Linked DNA regions of Pan troglodytes: region 1 is linked to region 2. A link is a contact called in public capture Hi-C data. All regions are on one chromosome and are shown on one strand. Each heading gives the region's core, a stretch centred on a gene start, on an enhancer-like site or on the middle of the called end of the contact. The rest is flanking DNA. Distances are from core to core; before and after follow the strand shown.

Region 1 (6,261 bases), core at 3,270-5,769, 290 kb before region 2:
TGGCCAATCTCTCTAACCTCAGCCTAGGTAATTTGGTGGCTTGCCCTCAACATTTCCTTAACTAGAATAAACATAGAGAAATAGAATTAGTAATAATCCTTTTACATAAATACCAGAAATCATGGCATAACAACTCCCCAAAAAGGAAAGGTATAAAAGAAATGGATGAGGAGAAAGCTAATAAAGAAAAGTAGGCAAGATGTCTCAGATTCTCCCTGGGGTAGATCTTCTCAGGGCGATAAAGAAAACGTCTTCCCAAAAAACCCCTTTAGACAGAATCTGAGATGGCTTAAAATAGCTGCTCCAGGGCAAAGCAATGCCTGCTTAACCAGGAATGACATACTACTTCTAAGTCCTGTATAGAGGTGCTCCTGCGGCAGCAGACAGCTCGTCTACCATCTGACTAGGTACCACAAGAGTTTTTGCTTTTTTATTTTAAAGAAAAGATCTTCCCATCACCTATATTTTTATTTATCTCATGGGATTTTCTTATTTTCCTGGGAATGCAGGCACTCTGTTCTTATCATGGCTGAAATATGGTATGCTTAATACTTCACAATTATATAGCACCTTTCACCCAAGGGCCTGTTGTTTGGTTTTGGTTTATGTGTGTTTTAATCAGCTTCCAGAATTGCCATGCCTCACCTGTGAAGTGGGATAGGCAGGGTCCCCAAGAGGTGATCACTCCAGATGGTGTCTAAGCCAGAGCTACCACTGAGCCTAGGAGCCCTGATCCTCAATATTGATAATTAGACAAAACTTCCTCAAAAATGTTAGAGGAAGAGTAATAGGATTGTGCTACAATGAGCCATGTCCATCTCTCTCCTGTTATATACTTAAAAGAAACACTGACTGCATTGAGGGGAATCCTAAAAACATAACCCTAACATGGCACTGTTGCAAGACTGCCCCTTGGATCCCATAGTTTGTGTGGTACTTTTACCACCGAATTGTTCACTAGTGACTTTAGAGAAACTCCAGAAGAGCTGCCTTGGCTTTCAGCGAGAGGCCTAGCAAAGACCATGGCATGAGGTCTCCATGAGGAACAGCCGTGTGTGAGGTCTGGACTGGGCTCTGACCATCCCCCAGGTTTTCCATTGTGAAAAGGTCTCCTTCTTGGTTTAGCTAACCCACCAGCATGACCTTACAAACTCTCTCTCCTCCTCCCATTTTGTCACTGAATTCCACAGAGCTAAATATCTGTTCCAAAGAGGGACAATGGCTCACAGGCCAAAGCCCCCCAGTAGGCACTTCAGACTGGAATGTGATGTTTTGCTTTGGGTCAGAAGGGCAGGATGGCTTCCAGGCTTAGCGTATTCAGCACAAAGACAGTATCTGCTCTTGCCAGAACTTGTACCGCTATTTTAACTCAGTGCAGTAGGTCTGTGGACCTCAGTGCATGACCCAGAAGTGGGGCTGGTGTTGTGGCAGCTGATGGGGCCCCAGACAGTGTGTGTCACTGAGAACAGCTGGAGGCCAAGTCTGGTGGCTGCAGGGAGGCTCTCTGGACCCCATCAAGGGAGCATCAAAGTACTAGCCAACTACTTTCTCCCCAGGGCAGGGGCTTGGCAGTAGAGAATCCCCTCAGTAATGGTTTGGGATTTGACCTCCCCCCTTTGCTTCCCCCTCCCCCCTCCCCTATCTCGGTTTTTCCTGTACAGCAACCTCCACTTCCCTCCCAGATTCAACGGCTTCCTCCTCCCCACCCCCCAGATCCCCATGAACTCGTCCGGCCTTATTTCTTTCTCAGGACCAGATAGAGAACGCCGATGATGAAGCTGAAGCAGAAGCAGATCCAGCCCAGGATGTAGGAATAGCCGTGGTGATACTGCGTTCCATCACGATTCGCATAACGACTAGTGTAGATGGACATCCCCACAAGAATGCACAGCCCTGCAGGGGAAAAGGAGATTTGGCGGTGTGTTTTCTTACATTAAAGTCGAGAAAAAGTTTTACTAATTTTAAGAAGATCCTATTTCCCTCATTAGCAATAGGAAAATGAACTCTGCTTGTTTGTCCCTAAACAGGAGTTCTGATGGATGTCCCCTGGGCCAAGCTCGACGGTATGTTGATAAATTAGAGGTGTCTGGGCTCTCATGTCTGCACTGGTTTGTGTGGCCACAGTGTGATGTAAAACACAGAACCTCATGCCTACCACCCAGCTGTCCTGTCTGGCCCTTGTGGGTCTAGGAAAGCTACTCAGGGATGCAAAAGAGCATGTCCTTCCACCAAACCGAGTATATTGGGAAAGAACAACAATTAAATGAGAATCACAATAATGGTGTGCATTGTGGCAGTGGTTTCATCTTTCTGAGAACTCCTACCTTTCTGCCTTCTTGAAGTGTCTTGTACACACGTGCTACTAACAGATATGCACTGCCACTTGGTAGCTACCCAGGAGCACTGGTTTTGAACAATGAAGCAGATGAGGGTTCTCAACCCAAGCAGCAATTCAAGGTTCTCCACAAGAGAACAAATAACCAGAGGAGAAAATTGCACAAGGAAGTTTCACTGAACCATGTGCTAATCTGTTCAAGTTGCCAGAAACACCCATGGTAAGATGGACTTAAAAGTGTAAACTGGAGTCTACCCATGAGATACTCACAGCACACCAGTGTGGTGGCCCCTGAGAGGAAGAACCGGTTTCCCTTCTCCATGGTGAAGAGCTGGAACACGAAGACCAGGAGGGCAATGACACAGAAGATGATAGAGAGAATCATGAAGGCCTGCACTGTCTTGAGGGCATCTGTAGACACAGGACGAGGAGAACAAGGGCATGAGGTCACTCCAGGGGCTGAACATTCCCTGACCACACCTATTGTCAGCACTGGGTCAATATCTTTATATATACCTTCACTGGCATATGACAGGCTGTCACTGCAGCTAACGTTGGTACAGTTTTTCCAAAGACCTACTGATGCATCTGCCGTATTGGAAACCAACCAGACCTGAAACCAGAAGGAAAGAAAATGTTGATTGAAAGCTGGCCCTCTGATTTAAAAAGAAAATAACAAATCAGCTTGCATCGGGATCAGATTTTAATAAAGACATTCTATTTAGCTATAACTATGGCTATGCAGCTTATCTGTGGGTGGAAATAAGGTCCGATTAAAACTGAAGTTCACAAAGTTGCCAAGAGAAGAGACACAGAAGAATGTGAAACCCAGAAAGAAATCACCTAGCCCTCTTTGGGCTCCACATTCTTCATGACTTAAAAAAAATGGAAGTAACTCAACCACAGTGGTTTAAAATTCTAAGGTTCTGAGAAACAGAAGTCCAGGATGAAGAAACTGACTTAGGTATGTGCAGTTCATATACTCTAACAAGATTGTTTCATTTAAGTCCCTGGTTAACCAGGAAAAAAGTGAAATGTCCAACTGGAAACAATTAAGAAACATAAGACCTACTGGGAAAATAACAATGAATCTAGTGGTTAATAAGCCACTTTCAACTAAACAGAAGGATCAAACTTGACTGTCACAACATGCAAAGTAATTTGATAGTAAAATACTACAGCAACTGCTTTCCTGTAGGGGCTACTAAAAGCTGAAGGGTGACCTGAATGGATTCCCCCAGACTGATCATGGTGCCGCCATCCCTTCCTGCCTGGCCCAAGAAAAGGAATTATCCTTCTGGAAGAGAAAACAAGTGCAGTGTCCTGTCTACACACACACAAATGCACACACTGGAAAGGTGGGGCCGGGAACATGCATCACCTACGCCAATCTCTGCTCTTCATTCAATAAACAACTGTGTGCCTAGCCTTATATTAGGGGCTGGCAATTCACAGATACGCAGCGCTTTGGCGCTCATTAATACACTTTGAAGAAGCTTATCAGATTTATCTGGATAGATATAGGAGTTGACATATAGAATGGCTAAATTACAAAATGAGGAGGTCGCATGGGCGGGGGTTGTCTTATCACAGTTATTCTTAATTAGCCTTGCTTATGATCACACCCACTAATGTTTGCAAAGCTCTTCTATCTGAACTTTAAAACTCACTTATACTTTAACTGTGATAGGGACCTAAACAGATTCTGAAACCATGGTTTGCCTGCCTAGTGATTGGTGGCCTTGGTTTTTAGGTCCAAGGAGCTGGCTTTTTTCTGAGAAAAGCACAAGTAAGAGCAAATTGGGCGCTGTAAGCCACCACTAGAGGTCAGAGTAGCCCAGGGTTCAGAGAGAAAAGACACTACCTCCATTTTTTTTTCTTGTTTTGTCTGAGTTAGTTAATTCAGTGGCACTGGGTTAATCTTGCAAAACTCCACTTTCACATGCTACTCTTTGCTCAAAATTTGAATTCGTCAGTCTGGCATCCTCTTCCTCCCATCTATCCTTCTAATCAAGCTTCTCAGAAGGAGGGGAAGTTCGGCTCCAGCCACATAGGTGTGTGTCCTCCTTATCCTCTGACCAAAGCTTGTCCTTCCTACATGTGCTCCTTTGCTAGCACTCCCACCTGAATGCATCCCTATGATCCTTCCACCTTCCCTCTTTCACTAAGAGAAACTTCAGCCATCTACCACTCCTCCAGGTTCACCTCAAGCTCCACTCACCCCTGCTGCTGGGAAGGCTCTTCTAGAGACCGAAGAAGCTGCACTAGATCCTCCAAGCCCTTAACCACCTACAGCTCTGGCAGGAACACTCCTGTGGACATTCACTTTTATGCTCCTGTTATTTAATTGTTTGAAGAGCAAGCGTGTGTTTATTTTGTTTTCCCACAACTGAGCTGTAAGTTCATGAAGGGCAAGGGCTGTGGCTTAAACTTCTTTTGTGCACTTGATGTAAATATTCGAATGATTTCTCAATGAATGAATGAACAAAAGAACATTACTCACATTGGCAATGGTGCTAACAAATAGCATAATAACAGTAGCGATGTGGACCACAAAGATACCAGCCAGCAATACCAACATCTTGGCTCTTTTTTTTTGGTAACTCGTGAGCAAAGAGAGTTCTGAAAAGAAAAAGAAAGGGACAAAAACGGTTACTGTCAGATTCAATAAGACGACTCAGCTTTCCCACACGTGTGGGCTCTCTGCTAACATGGGGAAGAGCTGCACTAAAAACCATCACAATCTAATCATAAATTCCTGAAAACACCCCTGTAACCTAGTTCTGATTTGCCTAAGTGCCTATTCATCCAGTTATACATACCTACATGGAAACAGAATTTGGTTTCTTCTTGGGGATTTACATACTCATTTCTCTAATACATTCTATTTCAAAAAAGGAACAAGAACATTTTATGATAACTGTTCGTATTTTATTTTGTTTGTGTTTCAGAGGTTAAAAATAGGACTTTGATTTTCAAAGAAGTAGGCCTTTATAATTTCCAGGTCTCTGAACAATGTCATATAAATGTCCATTTTCCACTAGGAAAATGTCCATGCTTTCACCAAATTGCTCACCCAGCACTTTTAATAGAAGTAAATGCCTTCTGAAGAATAGCAGCTATTACTCAATGCCCATATACTGAATAGGCTACTAATATGATCCTGGGCGAGATATAAAATGTGAGAGGCACAGTTCTATTATTATAATGCTGTTTGGTTTTCAATAATTATAACAACCTAATTACAGTTTAATGGTCTGGTCACCCTCTGACTGAGCATTTCAGACTAGTATTACTACACCTGAGCCTTTGGGCTCTGTGTGCCTCATGGCAGGAAGCCTGCCATTGGTCTGGGCAGAGAGTCATATTTTCCACAGCTCAGTGTGACGGTTCTGGGGGCTTTAAAAGTAATGCAACTTGAAATACCACCAAATGTGCCTTCTCCTTGTACATGACATTTACACAAATTCCAATCCTTCAGGACTCAATACAGAAGACAGGCAAATGCATAAATCACAGGGTGGGAGGATTGGGAACTAATATCGATTAAGAATGTGCATGGATAAACAAAAGCTTTCAGCCATAATCACAGCAGAGAAGGGAGCCCACTGATCATAAAGCCTAGGAAATAAAGGAAGTGTGAAGGATACACATGGGGGAGGCTATTCTGATTTATGTCAGCTACAGAAGGAGAGCTTTGTCATGCCTAAGACTGTCACAAAGCAGTGCAGGCTCAGAGAGACATCAAAAGGAAAGGGCTTGAGGTTATTCACACCCTAGACAGAATGGATGTGTGGATGCCCCAACCAAGGGAGGAGATGGCCAGGCACATCCTGCAATTGTTCCACTGCCCTCTCTCACTCCACCTAATTTAATTGATGCTTTGAATGTGCTTGAGGCACTTTGATGCCACATCAGGTATTTAT
Region 2 (5,847 bases), core at 2,098-4,597:
TGTATATACATACATATGTGTATATACATATATGTGTATATATACATATATGTGTATATATATACATATATGTGTATATACATATATACATGTATACGTATATATACATATATACATGTATACATGTATACATATATGTATATATACATATATGTATATATACACATATATACATATACATATATACATATATGTATATATACATATATATGTGTATATATATACACACATATATATATATGTATATATATATAAAGCCCTTCATTGCCCAATTTGTTTGTACCCCATTGTCAACCCTCACAGATCCATGGCAGGGACACAGCAGCCACATAAGCCCAGGATCCAAAGCCTGATTGGAAACGGCTCCTCTCTTGCAGTAACGCAAGGTCGTAAAACAAACCAAACAGCCTGCTTTTATAAAATTTTGATATGTTGTTTATCATGGGCTTTTTGGTATTGATTTTGTTTTTAAAAATATTGTGGTAAGGCAGGAGTGACTGAGGCAAGTATTAGAGCAGGAATGAAAGTTTATTAAAAAGTTTTAGAGCAGGAATGAAAGGAAGTAAAGTACACTTGGAAGAGGCCAAGCGGGCGACTTGAGAGATCACCCACTGGACAGTCTGACCTTTGACTTACGGTTTTATACGCTGGCATGCTTCCGGAGTCTTGTGTTCCTTCTCCCCTGACTCTTCCCTTGGTGTAGGCTGTCCACACTTGCGCAGTGGCCTGCCAGCACCTGGGAGGAGAGCATGCGCAGTGTGTGGCCTGCAAGCACCTGGGAGGGGAGCATGCGCAGTGTGTGGCCTGCCAGCACCTGGGAGGGGAGCATGCGCAGTGTGTGGCCTGCCAGTGCCTGGGAGGGGAGCATGCGCAGTGTGTTTGTACGCATGCAGGAGTTGTACACATGCTCACGTGAGGCGTTCTTCCCTTATCAGTCGAATGTCCCTAGAAGGTCATATACCAGTTAAACTCTGGCATTCTGCCTGTTAGTGCTCATGCTTGAGTCCACTCGACCAACTGCTAAGATCTTATTGGGAAGCTGCTTATCACCCGTTTCAGGTGTTTTCTATCTACTGGGAGCCTGTCTTTCCCTAGCACCGGCTGCGACCAATTATTATTTTAGAGCGACAGACTAACAGCCGCCTGACCATCACCTGATGGTCACCTGAGGTTCCTGGTATTGGAACGGACCCTCTCCTGCCCTGCTCATACCTGACAGCTACCTACTGTAACACACCTAGGCAGATAAAGATGAGATTGTGGAGTTCCAACAGAAGCAGACATTAGGGAATGAGCTGAAAGGTGGAGGTGGAAGTTGTTCAGGGAGATGAGATTGCGCGGGGTACGTAAGAAGAGAGCCTCAGTAGGCTTCGCGGTGGAGCAGGCTGTCCCATCTCCAGCGAAGCTCCCCCCATGCCTCTGTCTCCATATGGAGTTCCACTGTTAACCCTGGGCATCTCCAGCAAGATCCCTACGGGGAGAGGGAACGAATCTGAGTACTGTTTGCAGAACCACACACGACAGCTCTGAATGAATAAGCCAAGACAACACCCCGAGATTCTTCCTGCGGATTTGGGTTCCCAGGCCGGGAAGGAGTTGTTGGAGCCTGCATGGAAGATTAGTGGATCTGCAAAAAGACAATGTGGATGACTGGCCGACGCCTTGTCCCAACCCTGTCCAAGCAGAAGAATCGCCGGGATACTTGCTCCGGATACAAATTCTTGGACCCTGACTCAGACCAACTAAATCAGAACCTCTAGGAGGCTCCAGACACTGCATTTTAAACAAATTCCCATGTGATTTTTAACGCAGTATAAGTTTAGGAAGCGCTGCTCTGTTGACAAGAAAAGGCTCTGGTCTGGTTTGTAGCAGACTGTCCAGGCTTTCCCAATTTGGTCCAAAAAGGCAGAAAGTGATTGGCTTGAGAGGGCAGAATCAATGGGGAAAGTTTATGAATTCCTGCCCCTGGGAACATTCGCCTTTCACTTTTCATCTTCTTCCCCACCCCCACCTCTTTGGGGTATAGTCTTCCCCATGCCCCAGTTCCACATCTGCTCTGACCTGGGGTTCCCACCCAGCCTCCATCCAGAACACGCTCACCCTGTTTTTGTAAGAGAAAACATTGTCGAAAGCAGCTTATGCCTGAAAATTCAAGAAGATAAATTCCTCCTGAGCCTATTTGCTGGCATTCTCATCTGTTTCCAGTTTGGTGTATATCATCTCTTCAGATGAACCCTTCGGTCCTTGTTCATCCATTTTGGTTCAAGTCAGTTTAGAAAAGAAATGCACTTTACGCTGGGCACAGTGACTCACGCCTGTAATCCCAGCACTTTGGGAGGCTGAGGCGGGTGGATCACTTGAGGTCAGGAGTTTGAGACCAGCCTAGCCAACGTGGTGAAACCCCATCTCTACTAAAAATACAAAATTAGCCAGGCATGGTGGTGGGCACCTGAAGCTACTTGAAAAGCTGAGGCGGGAGAATCACTTGAACCCAGGAGGTGGAAGTTGCAGTCAGCCAAGATCATGCCACTGCACTCAGCCTGCGTAACAGAGTGAAACTTCATCTCAAAAAAAATTTTAAAAAGAAAGAAAAGAAATGCGTTTGGAACACAATGCAATCGATCTTTGGAGAAAATCCATCTAAAATGCTTCTCTTATTGTTTTTTGGGGGTTTTTTTGTTTTGTTTTGCTTTGGGGCGTGCTTTTCTCTTTTCTCATATTTAAAGTTTGTTCTTGTGTGGTTCTCCTAGGAAACAGCACTTTCCCAAGCTTGACAAAGAAAAGCCTCAGGGAAATAAATTGGGATGTGATGAAATGTATTCAGCCCAAGAAGTAAAAAATTCCTTTCCTTTCTTCCAAGCCTCGGGCTTGTAAGTTGCTTTTATCACACTGGATTTAAGTGTTCTTATATGGAAACACACACAAAAATCTGATGGTTGATCAGCTGAAATTCATCAAAATTATTTGAAGACAAATTGGCATTCAAGACACCAGAATAGGCAAGAGAGGAACCTCAGAGCTGTGTTCTCTGAGTGAAAGGACATCATTCTAATTAGCCTGTGACAAAAGAAAAAAAAAATACCCTTCTCCCAAAATGTTTATTCATTTTACCCGTGTGTACAGGCACTGTCCTAGGCTCAGGGAATACTGAGAAAAACAGAACAAATTTCTGTCCTTCTAAAGCCTATATAATAGAGAAAAACACACAAACCAACAAATAAATCTAAATTCGAAATTTCAGTACCCTGAAGACTTACCACTATGGGAGCCCAGCATTAAACTGCCTGCTCTAGCCGGGCACGGTGGCTCACGCCTGTAATCCCAGCACTTTGGGAGGCTGAAGTGAGCAGATCAAGAGTTGGAGATCAGCCTGGCCAACATAGTGAAACCCCGTCTCTACTAAAAATACAAAATTAGCCGGGCATGGTGTACAGCTGAGTAGCTGTAATCCCAGCTACTCGGGAGGCTGAGGCAAGAGAATCTCTTGAACCTGGGAGGTGGAGGTTGCAGTGAGCTGAGATCGCGCCACTGCACTCCAGCCTGGGCAACAGAGAGTTCGTTTCAAAAAATAATAATAAAAAAAAATAAAAAACTGCCTGCTTATATCTGGGCCAGCTTGTAGTCCCAGCTACTTGGGAGGCCGAGGAGGGATGACTGCTCGAGCCCAGGAGTTCAAGATCAGCCTGGGCAACTTAGTGAGAACCCATCTCTACAAAAGATAAAAGGTAAATAAAAATGAAAGATCGTGAAAATCAAGGTCACAGGGATGGATCACTCACCGTGAGTTAGGGACAGTTGGTGACATGCACTGCTTTTCAGCCACACAATCGGCAACCCTGTTTTGCTACTGCCTTGAATGGAAATGTGTTTTATTTGGCATGACAGTGTGCACATACACATACGGTGATAGGAGGCAAGGGCACTGGTTTCATCTCACGTGTAGAAATGACTCTCCATACCTTAGGCTTACGGCCAATTGGTGTATACAGGAGTGGACATGGATGTGGGTGGATGTGTGGGTGTGTCTGTACACACAGCCACCAGCCGGTACCCCACACATACCAGGAATTTCTGAGATTCTCACAGACCACTGAAGAAGATGTCTGGGGAGCATGAAAGCTTCTCCACAGCCAGGCATGGTGACTGACACCTGTAATCTCAGCACTTTGGGAGGCCAAGGCAGGAGGATTGCTTGAGCTTGGGAGTTCAAGACCAGCCTGGGCAACATAGAGAGAGCCCCCCCGCCATCTCTATAAAAAATCAAAAAAAGCTAGGTGTGATGGTGCACACCTGTAGTCCAAGTTACTCAGAAGCCTAGGGCAGGTAGATTGGCCAGCCTGGGTGACAGGGCAAGACAAGAAAGAAAAGAAAGAAAGAAAGAAAGAAAGAGAAGGAAGGAAGGAAGGAAGGAAAGAAAAGAAAAGAAAGAGAAAGAGAGAAAGAGAGAGAAAGAAAGAGAGAAAGAAAAGAAAGAGAAGAGAGGCTGGGCAAGGTGGCTCATGCCTGTAATCCCAGCACTTTGGGAGGCCGAGGCGGGCGGATCACAAGGTCAGGAGACTGAGACCAAGCTGGCTAATGCGGTGAAACCCCATCTGTACTAAAAGTACCAAAAGTTAGCCAGGCGTGGTGGCAGGTGCCTGTAGTCCCAGCTACTTGGGAGGCTGAGGCGGGAGAATGGTGTGAACCCAGGAGGTGGAGCTTGCAGTGAGCCCAGATCGTGCCACTGCACTCCAGCCTGGGCAACAAAGCGAGACTCCGTCAAGAAAGAAAAGAAAAGAGAAGAGAAGAGAAGAAAAGAAGGAAGGAGGGAGGGAGGGAAGGAGGGAAGGAAGGAAGGAAACCTCTCCGTTATGCAGAATATATAAACAGCCATTTTTCTTTCTAGTTTTCTTTTAAAGTTAAATGCAACACCCATGCATGCAGACTGTAGCCCTGATGATCTGGGAAAAATATACAGGTACTAATTCATCAATTCATTGTTTCTGGCACTGCCACCAGGTTTGTCAGAGAAAGGAAAGGACAGAGGACCTAGCCAGGGCCTTGGGGGCGGGGAGGGGACGGCCAACATAATCAAAAGAACCATCTCTGAGCATGCCGGGTTCTGTGCATTTAGCAGGCTGCTCCTCCTCACCTTGTCCCCCGTCTTTCATGAAGCCAGGGCGTTCTAGAAACGTAGAGGAAAAACTGGAAGGACGTTCTATGATGAGGTCAAACCCATCTGCCCAATTTCACACACAGGTCTGACCCTTTGAGAATTGTAACTTAATATTTTCCTGAATTCCTGATTCTCTTTTTTTTTTTTTTTTTTTTTTTTGAGATGGAGTCTTGCTCTGTCACCCAGGCTGGATGGAGTGCAATGGCATGATCTCAGCTCACTGCAACCTCCGCCTCCCTGGTTCAAGTGATTCTCCTGCCTGAGCCTCCTGAGTAGCTGGGATTCCAGGCGCATGCCACCATGCCTGGCTAATTTTTTGTATTTTTAATAGAGACAAGGTTTCACCATGTTGGTCAGGTTGGTCTCGAACTCCTGACCTCGTGATCTGCCCGCCTCGGCCTCCCACAGTGCTGGCATTACAGGTATGAGCCACTGCACCCGGCCAAATTCCTGATTCTTAAGTCCTTAATTTTAACTTTAGTGTAACATTCTTTTATCTTCATTACTTTGCCAGGCCTCCGATTTTACAACTCTTCCTCCTACTTATCGGCTCTCACTCCCCATCCCCTCACCCTCACTCTGACGCTTTCTTCCCAAGGAAGCCCTGGCACCCCACCCCTTCCTCTGCCTCCCTCTAATTCAGTACAGTCAGATGCTCCCTTGGGCCCTCATTCTGGCTCCCAAGTATCCAG

Evidence for each region. Capture Hi-C pulls out chosen DNA fragments and counts their contacts.
Region 1: a contact with region 2 is called in a capture Hi-C map of stem cell-derived neural stem cells, with 5 times the contacts expected there. The contact joins two enhancer-like sites. A contact is called at or near these places in 4 of 7 Hi-C or Micro-C datasets (induced pluripotent stem cells, a lymphoblastoid cell line and stem cell-derived neural progenitor cells) and 1 of 1 other capture datasets (stem cell-derived neural stem cells).

What each region holds. Positions count from the first base shown.
Region 1 is chr10:20,358,424-20,364,684 of NHGRI_mPanTro3-v2.0_pri, reverse strand. It overlaps EMP1 (epithelial membrane protein 1), which reads right to left. Exons shown (of 5, transcript XM_003313504.6): 2 at 4,839-4,957; 3 at 2,852-2,948; 4 at 2,606-2,746; 5 at 1-1,893. The coding sequence starts at 4,916. The coding sequence ends at 1,736. Among named protein-coding and RNA genes, the nearest start is that of EMP1, 17 kb to the right of the region's middle. Within about 2 kb of position 4,519, at least 8 of the 24 cell types and tissues checked have an H3K27ac peak or open chromatin away from gene starts, as enhancers often do. A contact at or near this core is called in stem cell-derived neural stem cells, where this site is marked.
Region 2 is chr10:20,071,996-20,077,842 of NHGRI_mPanTro3-v2.0_pri, reverse strand. No RefSeq gene overlaps it. Among named protein-coding and RNA genes, the nearest start is that of MIR614, 9.2 kb to the right of the region's middle. Within about 2 kb of position 3,347, at least 1 of the 24 cell types and tissues checked has an H3K27ac peak or open chromatin away from gene starts, as enhancers often do. A contact at or near this core is called in stem cell-derived neural stem cells, where this site is marked.